Linked DNA regions of Capra hircus: region 1 is linked to region 2. The links are chromatin contacts, called in public Hi-C maps. All regions are on one chromosome and are shown on one strand. The core of a region is the stretch at or near the end of the contact, and the rest is flanking DNA. Distances in the headings are between cores, read along the strand shown. Region 1 has its middle 380 kb from the start of RNF144A. Region 2 has its middle 540 kb from the start of TRNAC-GCA.

The links. Hi-C and Micro-C count contacts between places; a contact is called where the count stands out from the background.
Region 1: a Hi-C map of liver shows a contact between it and region 2, with 4 times the contacts expected there. The contact joins two enhancer-like sites. A contact is called at or near these places in 2 of 5 Hi-C or Micro-C datasets (blood and liver).

The regions. Positions count from the first base shown.
Region 1 is chr11:89,251,553-89,254,909 of ARS1.2, reverse strand. No RefSeq gene overlaps it. Among named protein-coding and RNA genes, the nearest start is that of RNF144A, 380 kb to the left of the region's middle. Within about 2 kb of position 1,854, at least 2 of the 5 cell types and tissues checked have an H3K27ac peak or open chromatin away from gene starts, as enhancers often do.
Region 2 is chr11:89,040,881-89,044,120 of ARS1.2, reverse strand. It overlaps the pseudogene LOC102189410. Among named protein-coding and RNA genes, the nearest start is that of TRNAC-GCA, 540 kb to the right of the region's middle. Within about 2 kb of position 1,645, at least 1 of the 5 cell types and tissues checked has an H3K27ac peak or open chromatin away from gene starts, as enhancers often do.

The DNA of each region.
Region 1 (3,357 bases), core at 605-3,104, 210 kb before region 2:
ACTGAGGTGGACAGGAAAGCCACTGCATTTCTGTTTTCTCCACTGGCCCAGAGGTGCCATCCTGCTTGGCCACAGGGTTCTGAGTCACGTACTCTTAGGGCTCAGAGGACCTGGACTGGAGAATGCCCAATACGATTGCATTTATCGGTCACCTGCCTGTCTACATGTCTGGCCTGGAAACTCCCTAGGACAAAGTGGTGTACGGTCACCAAGTCCTCCTAGCAGAGGTCACTGGGTCTGAAAATGCCCAGTAGTGAGTATTTAGCTATTAAGTGATAAGAGCCGGAGCAGAGGTTTGTGGGGAGATAGAAGAATGACCTAATTCTATGTGAGGCACCTGGGGTGGGGATCAGAAATTCGGACCGAGAGAGGACACTGAACTTGCTTGCAGGATGCCCAGAGATCAAGGGGATGAGAGGGAGGTGCACTGGCGAAAACGCAGAGGGGTGGAGAGGCTGGGCCCAGGGTGGGTGCCCCTAGGGGCTCTGGGCAGGCAGGTGTTGAGGGTTCTCCTGATGTCTGGGACTTCATCTTTCTGCAGGAGGTGGGCAGAAAGGAGTAAGACACCCAGGCACCACGTTTCCACTGCGGTCAGCTCAGTCTGGCCTCCTGGCGCCAGGGATCCCGAAGGCTGCAGACCCCCGGCAGGAGGGATAGAAGCAGTTCCTGGCCCAGAGCTCGCTGCCCTCTCTCCGGAACTGTTTTTTCTCCGCCGCTCTCTGAAAGCCTTATTGATTGCTCAAAGTGAACTGCCTCAGCCCACGGTTTCCTCAACCCCCAGAGCAGCTTGCATTTCCTCTGACGTGGCCTCTGTCCTCTCCCCTCCCCCAGGAGGCCTGGGGTTTTTACATTTCAAATCCTTGACAGCTGGGTGAACTTCTGCTTCCGCCAGAAGAAGGACCCTTTGCTGTTCACAATGGCCGGCCAGTGGCACCGGGGCTATTTTATCTCCAGCTGTGAGAGAGGCTTTTTCAAACGGCCGGGAGAAGCTGCTGTCCAGCTGCGGCACCTCGCCCTCTCGCGGGGCTCTGCATGTTAATCAGCGGCCTCTCACTGCGGCGTTTGTGGGGCGGTGGCAGGTGCGCGCCTTCCCCCAGCCGCCCGAGCATCCCCGGAGGCCTTCCGCTCAGGCAGGTGAGCCCAGGCGTGACGTCATCGCAGGTGTGAGCTCCACGCGCCTGAGCGCGGCCAGGTCCATCTTGGTGCCCTCAGGTGTCCCAACCCACGTCTCTGCTCTGAGTCAGCTCTAAGGTGTAGGGCTTCTCACATGGTGCATAAAGCCAGAATCCTGGACACACTGGAGAAATACACACGAGACACTCGGAAGGTGACAAACAAACCTGGACAAACCCAAGTGCATGCCCTGATTCTGTCCGCTGGCTGGATGACTTCCGGGAGCACCCAGCTTCTCCCCACTTCTCCCCACTCAGCTTCACACCCACTATGCATTCCCTGCCCAGCGCCTTTGCTCAGCCCAGTCCCTGGTTTGGAAAACTTTCTGCATCCATACAACTGTCCCCGTCTGTTGAATCTCATTCATCTTTAGAATCCTGGCTTAACTGGCTGTGCTTTCCAAACTTTTCCCAAACTTTCTGGGTAGCCATGGTGCTTCTCCAGGGTATTTTGCTTCTCTTTAATATAAATAGCAAGGATTCATAATCATTGAGTTTTTACTAAGTATCAAGTGCCAGTGTCTTTCAGGTCCATCCATCTCCTAGTCCTCTCAACATAGGGCTTGGTTTGAATCATTATTTTACACACAGAACCAAGGCACAGAGACCTGCCTATGTTGGCTGGGCACTGGCAAGGCCTCCGTAGGTATGGGGCGGTGGCAGGTGCGCGCCTTCCCCCAGCCGCCCGAGCATCCCCCGAGGCCTTCCGCTCAGGCAGGTGAGCCCAGGCGTGACGTCATCGCAGGTGTGCGCTCCATGCGCCTGAGCGTGGCCAGGTCCATCGTGGTGCCCTCAGGTGTCCCAACCCACGACTCTGCTCTGAGTCAGCCCTAAGGTATAGGGACGACCCCACTGCATTATCGAGTGCGACTGCCCCTCATGCAGCTGAAGATACCTCCCTCCTAGTCCTGGATCTCCCTGAGGACTGGGTCCTGGTGACATTCATCTTTGTGTGCTCTGCAGTGCCTACCCTTGTAGACATGGAAGAATACATGGGCCCGAGAGAGAGTGGCACCCATACCACACCCGGAACTATAGTCCAAGCTTCTGTGTCAAGTATCTGTGGATGCCACCCAACCATCCAGCAAGAAGCGTTTTGGCATCTCCACCCTGAATATTCATTAAAAGGAGTGATGCTGAAGCTGAAGCTCCAATACTTTGGCCACATGATGTGAAAGGCCAACTCACTGGAAAAGGCAGGAGAAAGGGGCAACAGAGGATCAGATGGTTGGATAGCATCACTGACTCAATGGACAGGAATTTGAGCAAACTCCAGGATATAGTGAAGGACAAGGAAGCCTGGCATGTTGCAGACCATGGGGTCACAAAGAGATGAACACAGCTGAGCAACTGAGTAACGGCAACAAATATGTGGGTTGGACTGGACAGTAGGAAGGAAATGTGTTAAAGCCTCTTTTCCTTGCACTTGTAACAAATACAGTTGCTCTTAAGTACAAATAAAGTATGTTCTACACAGAAACAATTATAATCTATAAGCTATTAGTACTAGTGAAAGACTTCATATATTGATTGAATAAATATATATTCAGTGTGAGAGTGGTTATAGTGGGTATCCCAGGTACAGCAATGAGTAACACAGAAAGTGCTGCCCTTGTGGGATCAGTCTTTAATTTAAAATATATTTATAATTTATCTGATGATGATAAATGATCTAGAGAACTATGAAGCCTAACAAATTGAATTATATATTTTAAAAAATGTATGTGGTGGATAGAGAAAGCCTCCCATCTGCGTAGAGCCTTGAAGGAAATATGGGAACCAGTGGACACGTGGGGAAGATCCTTCTAGTTTGGGAGGACATGAGTGTGAGTGGCCTGAGGGGTTTAGTATCGGTGTACCTGGTGTGCTGATCACAGCAAAGAAAAAAGTGAAGCCACAGGAACCAATGCAAGTACAACACCTGATGAGATGGAGGCAATAACGTGGGGCCAGATCGCGTAATACCTTGGAGCTCCTTGAAAGGTTTGGCTTTTACTCTGAGTGAGATGGAGGCAACCAGAGGGTTTGGAATATCCTACAATTCATCTTATAGAATTACCTTGTCTTCTTTCCTAAAAATACAGGGTGGTCAGTGCAGAAGCAAGGAATCAGTTAGGAGGTTAGGACAATCATCTGGGAGAGAAATGTCTGTGGCTTGGACCAGGGGTGATGTGAGAGGTGTGAG
Region 2 (3,240 bases), core at 396-2,895:
CACACACACTATATTCATTAAGCTGAAACCTCTTTCAGCTTCATCAGTATGAATGTCAGAATTTCACCCATTGTTCAGTAGCGTGAGTGGCTTATTTGCTTAACTGGATAACAGTATTTAAATACTAAAGAATATTTCTTCAATTCTTTTGTGCCATTCACAAGGTAGTGACTACCTGCACAACACATGTTAACTGTACTAAGTATTATTAATATTTTCTCCATCACTATCTCAAGCCTAGTCAGTTACCAAAACAATAAATCAAGCTTTTATTTGTAGTGTTTGCCAATTTCTGTAGTATAAATGCTCCAGCCATGGGAAATATCAAGCTACTGATATGATGTCATTGTATGTAAATCTGGGAAAAGATATGGAGTAGAACATTTGATTTTTAATAGTGGCCACACTTAACAGCCAACTTACAAAATTCCTGAAAATTCAGCGTAGACTCTTGAAGGCTAGCGTGAGTCAGCCCAAATACCAACTTTATAGTCTTATCTTTATGCTTTTTTTTTTTTTACCTCTCACCTCTTTCACAGGAATAAAGTCATATTCCAAATATGTGTGTTCCATATTTGTGAAGTTACATGAATTTGCAAAGTCCTAGTTAGGAGGAGCTTAATAAATTGTTGAATAAATTGAATTGAATGGATGCACACTTAATGAAGCTAGTTGAAAAGATGAAATGCAAACACATGGAAAGTTTAATGACATTTGGCTGGCATTTGCTTTGTGCCAAGAGAGCTTTCCTAGGAAAATAAAACTTCAGAGGGGAGCAGGACCTTTCCATATAGTGGAGTCTGGTCAGGTCAGGTCAGGGACTTGACTTGAGCTTAGAAGATGGTTAGGACTTGGTTAGGTGGAGATGAAAAAAAGGAAATTTCAGCTGGAAATTCCATGGGGTCCATGGAGCCGTGAAGAGCCAGACACAACTGGGCAACTGACACTTTCACTTATATTTCGTGTGTTTTAAAGGGGGGCAATAATCGGATACTTCCATGGTTACCAAGAGGATGACACAGCCACCTTAGAGTGCTTGACATAGGTATGGCAGGCGTTCCGTTTCTGCTAATTTCCTTCCTCCAAGTCAAGACACTTCTGAATGGTGCTATCTAATGAAGTAAAAAACCAGAATAAGATCTTTTTCAGTCTCACTAGTTCTATCAAACAGTGTCCTCCACATTCTTTCAACCTAGAGAGGGCCAAGCCCAGGGAACGCTAATAAGCCTCCTGAACACAAGCCCCGCTGGGCGAGCCTTTGGTGCTGTCCCGTGCATCTGCCAGGTTGGATCCTGCTCCCAAGTTTGCCAAAAATCTGATCCCTCATTTCAGACTGCCTGCTCAAGACATGTGGGCCAGCCTGAAAGCAGAAAGACAACATTTCGGACAGCCATTCCCCAAACCATAACCCCAACAGATGTCTGTGTGGGGGACCCAGACCTCTTACGGGAAAGGAAGAGCAGCTTGTTTAAAGGCATCACAGTTCCTCTGCCCGAAAATGAGGCAGGAACTGGAGATGTGTCTCTGAGACAGAAAGCAGAGTCAGAAGGCAGCAAAGAGTCGGCATGCGTTTAAAAGAGGCAAAGGAATGAAATCTGCTCCTGGCCATCACAGGAGGCTGACGCAATCCAGGCTCACTCTGGGGACGGCCCTGGTGCCAGCGACGGAGGCCACGTGGCTTCTAATGTGGCCAGGCCCTGCTGCAGCCCAGAAGACCAAGGGAGCCGCCAGATTTCCACCCAAGGACAGAACCAGCTTTAGCAGCTGGTGGGTGAATTAGCTTCAGGCCCATCAGGTGGAGGGACATTTGAATCTTTCCCTTATCGATAGAAAAAGAAGAGAGCATCTTAGGGAACAGAGCTACCATCAACTCTACTTTTTTTTTCCTTTTAGTTTCTTATTGCAGACTCCTTTGGGGTACAAGGAGAAAGGGACAGTAGAACAGACAAGCCTTGGAGCCTGAAGAATATGGATTCGTGACACATCAGAGTGTGGAAAGCTGGTCAGGAGTCTGCATGTTTTTCAAGCAGAATTCCACTTTTGTCAATGGAGAGCTTACAAGGTGTTATCAGCTCTTGAGAGCAGAGCACAGCTTTACATCACCAGCTCTTTTAAAAATGCTGGACCCCTAATATTTGCACAGAAAATATTATTGACCTGCTTCTGCTTCTAAGATTTTACCTCGATGTAGAGCAGACTGTCTTCATAATCTCCTGTCCCCGCAAGGTGCCCTAGCAGAGACTGCAGCCTTATCCTGAAAGCATGGCAGAAGAGGTTCCTGAATTGAGCAGAAACCTGCACCAAGTACAGTGAAATTCAGGGAAAGCCAAAGCCCGGCCTTTTGAGCACTGTCCTGCCACCTGGTGGCTGGATCACTAAATTGCAAGGGCAGTTTTCTGTGCTCAGCGAGCCTGTTCAGTGAATTTGCAAAACCATCCTGAGGTGAAGCCATTTAGACAAATGTCAGAGAGATGCGAGCATTTCAGAAAGATGAGTAGGGGGGAAAAAAATAAGCATATGTTGTGAGAAAAATAACTTCCCTGATGAGAAAGGCCAAATCAGTTGTGAGTGGGCAGGTAGGGAACAGAGGAAGCAAGTGTAGCACCCGGGATGTGGGCAAGAGACCACACGGGCTGGCGAGCGGCTTATTCCAGGAAGAGCTACCTCGCCAACAGGCTGAGGTCAGCAGTTCCTACGCAGCCCTGAGAGAGGGGGTCTGGTGCTGTTCTGGTCTCCTCTTTCTCTGGGATTTTAAGCCCATATTTTAAAGCCTTTCCAAGATGGCAGAAAAGCCCTTTGCTTTCTTAATCATCAGCAAGCCCCATCTCCATTTTCGTTTTCTTCCTCCCGCTTGTGTTTACTTTATTCCTGCTTCTTTCTTTATTCAGCAGGCATTAACCACCTTCTCCGTGTTGGCGATTTTTCAGTGGGTGTGTGGTATACACAGATAGCATGGGGAACACAGAAAATGGAGAAGGGGAGAAAAATAAGCGGACAGAGCCCAGAGAGACACATGTAACAACAGGACCAGCCCTGGGGCTTGGGAGGGAACAGAGGTAGGACCCCACCCTGGAGGAGGGGGTCTCTGAGAGGATCGTGGGCACAGAAACTGTCCAGGTGATACCCAAGGATGCATAAGAGTCCCCAGGATGGGTGTCAGTGGGGACACATCAAACAGAAGGAAAGGCGGATCAAAGGGGATTAAAAAGGAAGGAGATGCCCATGGAGGGGCTTCCCAGA